Regions from separate parts of the Sus scrofa genome. Here region 1 is linked to region 2. A link is a contact called in public Hi-C data. All regions are on one chromosome and are shown on one strand. Each heading gives the region's core, a stretch centred on a gene start, on an enhancer-like site or on the middle of the called end of the contact. The rest is flanking DNA. Distances are from core to core; before and after follow the strand shown.

Region 1 (4,753 bases), core at 1,387-3,886, 40 kb before region 2:
CAAAACAAGACATTTTTAAAATAACTAATCCTGCGCTCTGTTATTCTCCGGCAGATAGGCAGGGGCCGCCCCTACAAAGCAGAGCAGGAAAGCAAACTGACCTGCTGAGAGGGAATAACCGCCGACCAAACCAGTCTCCCAGGCTCCTCCGAAACCACCCTGCCCAGAAGGGGCGGGCTAGATGCTCCTCTTGAGGAAGCCGCCCCTCCCCAAGCTGGTCAGAACCCTGACAGCTTCCAGCTGCTGAGTGGGGAGGATTCAGGGCGAACAGCAAACAGGTGCGAGTCACTCGCAGCGCCGGGCACGCAGGCCAACCAGAGCCGCCGGTCCCCAAAATCCCACCCTTCCTGCTCCGTAATAGGAAGGAGTCTTTCACTCTTTCTCATCTAAAATACAATATATGTCAACCTAGCAGCACATGCGAGGAGAGGGAAGGCTAGGAAAGGCTGAAAAGCTTGTAGACCGCCTAAGACTCGGGCAGCTTTTTAAACGGCACACCTGTGGGGGCTCGACTACAAGCCCTTCAAAGACATGGTAGCTTCTAGTTAAGGCCCATCCAAAAGAAACAAGACTTCAGTTTAAGGAATCATTAGTAATAAGCTACAATCTTTGCAATCCAGTTTGAGATGGCAGTAAATTTGCAGACTCATGACTTTATGGGTGACTTTCCAATGCCATTTTTGATATGAAAATAAAAAACTCCATGAGAAAAGAAACCAGTTGTGAACACATGCCCGGACTGAAAATTCTTCCCCCATTCAATCCTCTCTAGTCTTAAAAAAGTCCTTGAAACTTGTGGCCATGATTATTTCCCAAAGACCCAGTTCGGTGCCAGAAATGCACTCTGCGGAGAGGCCCGTGCTTATACTATCACTAGTGTTCAAAACCAGTGGCAGGACGACTTACATGGGACATGGCGTAGGCCAGCCTAGCGCTACTGGATTTTTGTCTTGATGAGTGGTATTTGAAAAGGAAACTGAAAAGCAGCCCTCTTTTGGCCTAAAGGAATATACAGAATACTCTCAGCACGTACTCCTTCAGCTAGTTGGTTTAATGGCATATGACAAAAGCTCCACCAAGTTACTGCCTCGCTGGGGCCAAGAGAAATAGACAGCCAGTTCTTGGCGTGAGCTTGGCTCTCCTGCCCCCCATTCCTCACCACTGTAAGGACAAGTGGGAAGTGCCTTCTGCAGGCACCTCCACTTTACCTCCTGCAATCGGGCAGGGCATCCCCCGCCCCCCCATTTTCATACTCATGGGAACACCAGTCAAAGTGTTCTTGCCAACCAGGGTGCAGCGCCCCGCACGTGTAGCCACCCCAAAGGACAAATGCTGCTTTACCTGAGCTTCCTTAGCGCCCCACACACTTACGCAACCCAAGATCTCTTGCTCAAAGCAGAACAGGAACATTCAACGCCCCATTCACCCAGGTGCCCCCTTTTAACTCCTGCCTGTCGGCCCTCCTAGAAATGGGTAAAAATTCTCTTTTAAGGCTCCCTAGACTTTGCCCTTTGAAATACGTGGGGCCATGACAAACAGATGCCTTCCAGTGACCACCTCTGCTTGAGCCTGTAAGCCCAAGACCCTTTCCTATCCAGGGCCTCTACATCAAACCTTCATTACCAAGACCTAGTATCTCAAAAGTGCGGTACCCTGGAAAGCTGCTGGCACAGGGGCAGAAAATTAAAAGTTACCTTCGGAGTCGAGCTGAATTCGGATATAGGTAGTTGGGGGGAGGGGAGCTTTCACGTAGTTTCAAACCCACACCTGGCCCGAGGCTGACTGCACCAACAGCCAGGTACCAAACTCCCTGAAAAACAGGTAACTCTGAAACGAAGAGCGCCTGGCTCAGAACTCTGGGCCCGTCGGGAGGCTGACAACATCCGCGTCCCTTGCAGGTGTTTCAAAATGAAGCCCAACGCTAGCAAGTGCTGTTACAGAGCGATCGACCCGGGAACCGCTTCGAAGCCCCGGGGGGCTCTCCGGGGGAGCGCACGGGAGCAGGTGGGGGCGAGGCCCGAGCCCAGGGAGGTTTCCAGGGCCCCGACCCTCCCGGCCAGAGCCAGGCCCCCGCGACGTCCCGTCAGTGGCACGGTCCCCGGAACCCGGTTCCCGACCCCGGCGCGCGGCGGCCGCCAGCAGCCCCCAAAGCCCTGCGTCCCTCCGCGGCCGGAGCGCCCTCATTTACAACTCTGGGCTCTGGGCGCTTTGTGCCGGCGAGGCCGCCCGGGTCCCGCGGGCCGGACAATGCGCCAGGCGGGGGGCCGGCGGCCGCCCCCCGCCCGCGGGCCCGGCATGACGGTGCAGCCTCGCCCCGGCCGGGCCGACCGGGTCGGGACGGCCAGGCCGAGGCCCGCGGCCGCCCGGGGCCTGGTTAAAGATGGCGAGCCCCTCGCGTGGCTCCTGCGGCTCCCCCCGGCTACAATGGAAGGCGCTCCCGGCCCCGCCGCGGCCAGCCCGCGGGGCTCACCTTCCATCTCCATGTCCTCGGGCTCGCTGAGCTGCTGCTCGCCCGCTTTCTGCTGCTGCTGCTGCTGTTGCTGGTGGTTCATGTCGGCCGCGGCCTGGGCCTCGCCTGCGGCCGGGAGCCCGGGCTGCGGGCCCGGCGGGCGGGCGGCGGCGGCGAGCCGGGGCGGCGGCGGCGGCGGCGGCGGCGGGGCGGCCTCCTCCTCCTCCTCCCGCGCGTCGTCGGCAGCGGCGGCCCCGGGGCGGCCCGCGGCGGGCGGCGGCGGCAGGGAGACGCGCACGTACTTGCTCGCGATTCGCCCAATCTCGGCGCCGAGGCGGGCGGGCGGCCGGCGGGCCTGGCCGGGCGGCCTCCTCGCTCGCTGCGGCCGCCGCCGCCGCCGCCGCCGCCGCGGGGCCCGCCTCCCGCCGCCGGGGCCGGGGCTGCGGGGCCGCGGGCCGGCCGGGGGCGGAGGGCGGCCGGGCGGGGGCCGCGGAGTCAGCCCCGCCTCGGGCCGGGCGCGGCGGGCGAGAGGCCTGGCCGGCCGCGGCGGGCCTGCGGGGCCTGGGGCTGGCGGGAGCGGCGGCGGCGCGGGCGGGCGACGGACCAGCCGCGCTCGGGGCTCTGCGGCCTCCGCCTCCTCGGCGTCGTCGTCGGGACTCCGGCAGCGGACGCGGCGCCCGGCGGCTCGACTCGGCTCGCTCTCAAAATGGCGGCGGCGTGAAATGTCACATCCGCATGGGGGGCCCGAGAGCGAGCGAGCGAGCGAGCGAGGAGAGCGGGCGGGCGGCGCAGGGAGCGGGCGGGCGAGCTCCGAGCTGGAGGGCGGAGCGGGAGCGGGAGGGCGGAGCGGGGAGGCGGTGCAGGGAGCGGCCCGCCCGCCGCCGCCGCCTGGGCCCGCCCGCCCGCCGGCCCGCCTGCCCCGGCCCGCAGCGCCGCGCCCCCCGCGCCCCGCGCCGCCCGGCCCGTCTCGGCCTCTCGCCGGGCGCCCGCCCTCGGTGCCCGCCCGAGCCTCGCGGCGCGGCCGGGCCCGGTGCGCTCCGATGTGGGCGACGGGTCCCCCAGCCCTCGGGGGGCGAGTGGCCCAGCATCTGCCCCGCCCGGGCATCTGGTCACCCGGAAAGCCCGCGCGAGTGGCCGTCGGGGCAGGGCCCGAAACCCTGCCCCGCAGCCGTGTGACCCAGGGCAGGTAGCTGATACCGCCCGGCGCCTCTTTAGAAGAGGGCCCGGGTAGGAGCGAGCGGTCAGCACCGATCAGCACTCGCTGGCACTCCTACCATTTACCCCCGTTAACCGGCCTGCAACTTACTCACCCTGCACCTCTCGTGGGAGCACTTTTCTCACTATTGCCCAAACCAGAAACCAGATTGGTTTTAGTCCCTCAAAACCAAACTAAAAAGTTCTTCATGTGGCATTCATTGATTCCCTTTCTATCAGCCCGTCCTGGCTAAGACCGTTCACCCAGGGCCTCCTTCATTCTGTCCTGTCTCTTGTGATCCTTGAGACACTGGTGACTAGGGTCTCAACATTCTGAGGATAACCAAGGAAGTGTGGATGGAGAAGAGAATAGAGGAAAAGCACATGCACCTACATATCGGTACCTCTGAGTGACCTTAACTGACCAGGAAATCGTGATTCCTGTCCCACTTTCCATCTCCCGTCTCTCATCCTTGAATCTTTCTCCAGTTTATGCACTGCCCATCTCCCTAGCCACGAAAGAATGTTTTGTTCACTGTGGTATCCCAAATGCCTGGTGCATAGCAAGTACTCAATACATATTTGTGGAAGGAACACAGGATTCAAATGTGGCTAGAGTAGAACCCCACCCCCACCCCCCAAGCATTTCATAGACTTGAACTGGTTTCCCACCAGTGCATTTCTTCCTAGACCAAAGCAGTGGGCAAACTGAGAGAGAAGGAGTTTTTTCCCCAGGAACCAGTCAATCCCAGCCCCTGGGTCACCCCCAGATTCTGAAGAGGCGTTGTTATTCACCCAGATTCTCACAAATGCTAATGAACAGTTCTCAGATGCAAAGGAATCCTTCTCTCCACCTCTAGAGACTTGGGGGAGGGCAAGGACTGCTCTGGCAGAGGAAAGGGTGGCAGGCAGTGATAAACGTGCCTATCACGTTCCACACTGGCCAACCTTATCTTGCTGGGTTCAAAACCAACCCAGGGATTAGTAAAAAGAACACCTTGCATGATGGATACATTAAATGTGGTATCCCCATCCAAGAAGATACTGTTTGGCAATAAAGAAGAATGGATGGGAGTTCCCATCATGGCGCAGTGGAAATAAATCCTACTA
Region 2 (5,253 bases), core at 2,313-4,812:
CAGACTAGGGTTCCCAACCCACTGAGTGAGGCCAGGGATCAAACCCACATCCTTGTGGATACTAGTTGGATTCATTTCTGCTGCACCAACAGGAACTCCGGGTAAGCATCTTTTGTAGGTGATTCCTTTAATTGTATCAGTCAGTACAGGTTGTGTTCTGCTGCAGTAACAAATGATCTCCAGAGCCCAGTGACTCCAGTGGCCTAAAATAACAACAATCCGTTTCCTGCTCAACTGCCAGGTGACAAAGGCTCCTGGTGGTGACTCAGGGACCCAAGCTAACATGGCTCAATAAGGCTCACATGGTCATTTTCACTCACTACATTGGCCAGATTAATCACAGAGCCCCATATATCCACTAGGGGGCAGAAGTGCCATCCCACTATGTGCCCAGGAAGGGGGCACTGGGAACACTTGGAGAACCTCACCAGTGACCTTCACCCTACCCTTCTCATCCTCGGCAAAGACTCTCTGCAGCCAGGTGTGTACAGCATGCCCCCTGCACCATTTCCTGGACTAGGCTTGTATATCTGACTCATCCTGGGCAAGGGGGGATCCTTTCCCTGGGAATTTGGAATTGGGACTGAATAAGCACGTGGATTCATCCAAATCCAAGCTCTACTCCTTAACACCTGGGTGCTCCTGAGCAAGTTACTTCCCTTTCTGGGGCTCAGTTTTCACATCTGTGAAGTGGGGATAATTACAGTAGTATCAACCTCATAGGGATGTTTGTAAGGAGTAAATGAATTTCCACATAAAGTGCTTTGTACAGTGCCTGGCACATAGCAAATGCTCAATATATGATGTTGCGGTTGCCATAAGTTAGGATTCTTCGGTTCTAAGCAGCATACTTTACTCTGATTACATTAAGAAAAGAAAAGGCATTTGTTGGAAAAGAGAGGATGGATCAGAGAATCGAAGGAAAAGCTGAACAAGCCAGACCCCAGCAAGGGACAAGAGCAGCCTTGGGATCCAAGAGGCAGGATCCAAAGGTCTCTCCAGGCCCTGCTGTGGGCTGGGCAGGCTCCGAGGTTCAGATTCCAAGACAGCTCTAGTTCCAGCACATTCTTACCCTTTGGTATCCTGATCAACATCCCCAGCCAAGCTGCAAGTTGCCAGGAAAGAGGTTTCTTTTTTGTTGTTGTTGTTTTGTTTTGTTATGCTGCCACACTCGCAGCATATGGAGGTTCCCACACTAGGGGTTGCATCAGAGCTGTAGCCGCTGGTCTATACCGCAGCCACAGCAATCCCATATCCGAGCTGTGTCTGCCATCTACACCACAGCTCACGGCAATGCAGGATCCTTAGCCCACTGAGCAAGGCCAGGGATCGAACCTATGTCCTCATGTATACTAGTCAGATTCGTTTCTGCTGAGCCATGATGGGAACTCCAGAAAGAGTTTCCTTTTCAAGGGTTGTGGTTGGGAGATGAGTCCAGATGATACTTGGGTCTGGGCATCACTCAAGCCATCCAACAGCTTTGCTGAAGATCTTCCCTGTGGGTGGAGGAAGCCCTCAGCGGAGCACATGGCTTGACAAGCACAGGAGGGACCAAGGTTCATCCTCCAGGTGCCTCCTTGCTTGGCAACCCTTGAGCAGTACGGAACCTGCTTAACTCTCCATGGCCACCCTATATCCTCTAGCAGCCGCACAGAGAGATGGGGAGAAAGATGCTGTGTGCTTAGGACTGAGCTCTGAAGCTGCCACAGTCCATGGAGTGGTCCAGGAGCAGAGGAAGTCAGGCCAGAGAGAGAAAGAATGAATGCAACCTGCAGAGAGAAACAGAGCTGAAAGAGTCTCTCTCGCTCTTTTTTTTTTTTTTTTTTTTTCCTTTTTTGGCCACACATGGAGTTCCTGGGCCAGGGATCAGATCTGGGCCCTAGTTGCCACCTAAGCTGCCGCTGTGGCAATGCCAGACCCTTAGCCCACTGTGCCAGATTGGGGATCAAACCTGCGTCCCAGGGACTTCCCGTTGTGGCACAGTGGTTAACAAATCTGACTAGGAATCATGAGGTTGTGGGTTCGATCCCTGCCCTTGCTCAGTGGGTTAAGGATCCGGCGTTGCTGTGAGTTGTGGTGTAGGTCGCAGACGCGGCTCGGATCCCGCGTTGCTGTGGCTCTGGCGTAGGCCGGCGGCTACAGCTCCAATCAGACCCCTAGCCTGGGAACCTCCATATGCCGTGGGAAGCGGCCCTAGAAAAGGCAAAAAGACAAAAAAACAAACAAAACAAAACAAAACAAAAACTACGTCCCAGTGCTCCAGAGATGCTGCTGATCCGTTACTGCCACAGTGGGAAACTCTGAGCCAAGAGACTCTTGAAATGCCAATCCAGTCTGTGTTGCTGATGGCTTTCCATTTCTGGACCCTCCTGAGGCCTTCAGACTCTATGAGTCGCTCCCTTCCCTTGTTGCAAACCGTCCTTTCTGCTGAAGCTGGCTGCATCCCTGCCCCAGCTGAATCCTGACAATGGAGAAAGCATTTGGTTACAGCTGTCATTCTCCCAGTTGACAGGGAGACATTTTTGCCAAACACCATTGGGAGGTGAGATTCCGATTATATACAGCTTACAAAGGGGAGTGGTGTGGTGGTGCTGGAATCCCTGGAGGTAACGATGAGAAATGACGTTGGATTCCCTTGCAGTTGCTGGATGAGAATATACCCACCTCCACCCCCCTGAACTGTCGCTATTCTAGGAAAGCAGCTCTGGTGGCACCAAAAGTAACTTCCACCAGGAGGAGCCTCTGTAGGTATTTTAAAAGAAATCCCTTTGATGAACCCTAAAAGAGTCCTGCTAGACAGTCTGACTGCACATCTTTCCCATTTTTTCTGGGTCACAAAGCCCAAGATGATGAGTCCATACGCAGCGTCACAATACATGTGGTACTTTCTCCTTACCCCGTAACACAGCCGGGCATGTGGGGTAGGATTATGTTATATCAGGTCCGTGATTTCTTTCCTTCTCTCTCTCTCTATCTTTCTTTTTTTTTTTTTTTTTTTTTTTTTGGCTTTTCCAGGGACGCACCAGAGACATATGGAGGTACCCAGGCTAGGGGCTGAATCGGAGCCGTAGCCACTGGCCTACCCCACAGCAATGTGAGATCCGAGCCCTGTCTGTGACCCACAGCTCATGGCAACGCTGGATCCTTAACCCACTGAGGGAGGCCAGGGGTCGAACCTACAACCTCATGGTTCCTACTCGGATTCGTTAACCACTGAGCCAGGACAGGAACTCCAGGTCCGTGATTTCCTAATACTGATTGATCTGCTGTACAAACAGGGTAACCTTGTGTAAACTGAAATAACCCCTCTCCGGGTCACAGTACCCTCAGTGATAACATGACAGGGATGGAGCGGATGGTTGCAGTTCCTCAGTGTAACACACTGTGCAGTTAACCATTATATGGTCCCACTTCTCTTTCTCCAAGTTCCTCTGGGAGAAGTTCCTCTGGTCCTGGGTTGCCCTCCCCTTCTTCTCTCCCTGTGGCTCAGGCAGGTCAGAGTAGACCATTCTCCTGGCCACTGGATTGGCTCATGACAGAGGCATGTGACCTACGTTGGGCCAATCAGAACCTCCTCTAAAATGGATTGACAGACGTTGGGAGGCAAAAATTCTCCTTCTAATGGAAGGGCTGAACTGGAGGTCTGAAGCCACCCGAGGTCATTGTTTCTGCCACCCGGCAAGAATATCTATGCAAAATAAGGCCAAGCAGCAACTGACAGCACAGAGAGAGAAAAGGAAAGAGAAAGTGAAAGCTCTTGCCCACCCCTGAAATTCCCAGCGATTTTCACTCATCAGTTACCTTCTAGCTACGTTTGGGTTTGCACTCAAAGGAAAAAGTCACATATGTGGGGCCTCCACTTTATTCTGGAGAGCCCCCCACTTAAGGGAAAAAAGTTTAATTACAGTTATAATATTGTTAGGAAACAAACAGCAGGCCAGATTTGCTTCAAATGCTGCAGTTTGCTAATCTCTGATGTAATGCATCGAAGGGGGACATATGACTTGTAACAACAATGCCTTAAACACTCACTTTACACTTAGGAAGGGCTGAAAAACCGAGGCTTCAGGACCCTCACATCCACTTAGGATCAGTCATTTCATTTGTTTGCGTCTCTTATTTTTTTCCAGGATGATATACCAGATTAAACTCAAGCACTGCCTCAAGACTGCATTAGAGTCTTTTTGTCTACAAGGCACCTGACAGCTGGCAAACGGTTAAGAATATTTATACTGTCTCCTTTAACCGTACCAAAAAAAAAAAAAAAATCCTGCCAGGACTCTCTGTTCTCTCCTTCAGAGCAGTTCTAAGCTCTGAATTCTTCTCCCACTAACAACACAGATAAGCTTAATAATAGGTGTGAGGCACTGTGTTAAGTGCTTTAAAGACAGTTTCTTATTTAATCTTCTCCATAACCCTGGGAGGCAGTGTGGGGGGTCACTGCTGATTGCCTACTCGGCATCCAGTCTGCCTTTTCTTGAAATCCGGAAAGGCATGTAGCACAAGTGACTGAAGGCCAGCCAATCCCATCCCCAGCCCCAGGACTGGGCTCTGATTGGTCTAAACTTGATAATCCCATTTCATTGCCTGTGATTGGCTCAGGTTTCCAGGCCCAAGCCAATCAGCTTTAGGCATTCCCCAGTGAATGGGTTCTCAGTCCAAGGGTGGGTATGACACCTAAATTTGACTGACTAGGCTGAAAGAAAGAAGTTATCCCATGATCAAGAGGTGCCTCTCTAGTGCTCATTGGATGTGACCAAAAAGGCAAACGACTTCAATTACCATGAGAAGCCAGAGACATCAAATAACCACAAAAGAAACTCAACCACAGCCTGAAGCTGAATCCCAGATAGAAAGATGGAGAGTTTCTAGGTCCTTGATACCAGATTCAGCTTTTGGATTAACCATTCCTGAAGGCCACACTGGGCTTCTGGCTTTTTTTTCCTTTTTTTTCCTTTTTTTTTTTTTTTTGCTTTTTTAGGGCCCCACCCAAGGCATATGGAGGTTCCCAGGCTAGGGGTCTAATCAGAGCTACAACAGCTAGCCTATGCCACAGCCACAGCCAGATCTGAGCCTCGTCTGAGACCTACACCACAGCTCACGGCAACGCCAGATCCTTAACCCACTGAGCGAGGCCAGGGATCGAACCAGAAACCTCATGGTTCCTAGTGGGATCTATTTCTGCTGCGCCACGATGAGAACTCTATCTCTGGCATTTTTGCTATTCAAGATGATATATTTCCTTATGGTTGA

The links. A called contact is a pair of places that touch in the nucleus more often than the background predicts.
Region 1: a Hi-C map of fetal liver shows a contact between it and region 2, with 2.4 times the contacts expected there. The contact joins the promoter of USP7 here to the enhancer-like site in region 2. A contact is called at or near these places in 6 of 47 Hi-C or Micro-C datasets (embryonic fibroblasts, epiblast stem cells, fetal liver and 1 more) and 1 of 2 datasets of contacts at active chromatin or transcription factors (alveolar macrophages).

Annotation. Positions count from the first base shown.
Region 1 is chr3:33,752,240-33,756,992 of Sscrofa11.1, reverse strand. USP7 (ubiquitin specific peptidase 7) reads right to left here and starts at 2,636. Exons shown (of 31, transcript NM_001135680.1): 1 at 2,471-2,636. The coding sequence starts at 2,552.
Region 2 is chr3:33,712,715-33,717,967 of Sscrofa11.1, reverse strand. No RefSeq gene overlaps it. Among named protein-coding and RNA genes, the nearest start is that of USP7, 39 kb to the left of the region's middle. Within about 2 kb of position 3,562, at least 30 of the 83 cell types and tissues checked have an H3K27ac peak or open chromatin away from gene starts, as enhancers often do. A contact at or near this core is called in alveolar macrophages, epiblast stem cells, fetal liver and 1 more, where this site is marked.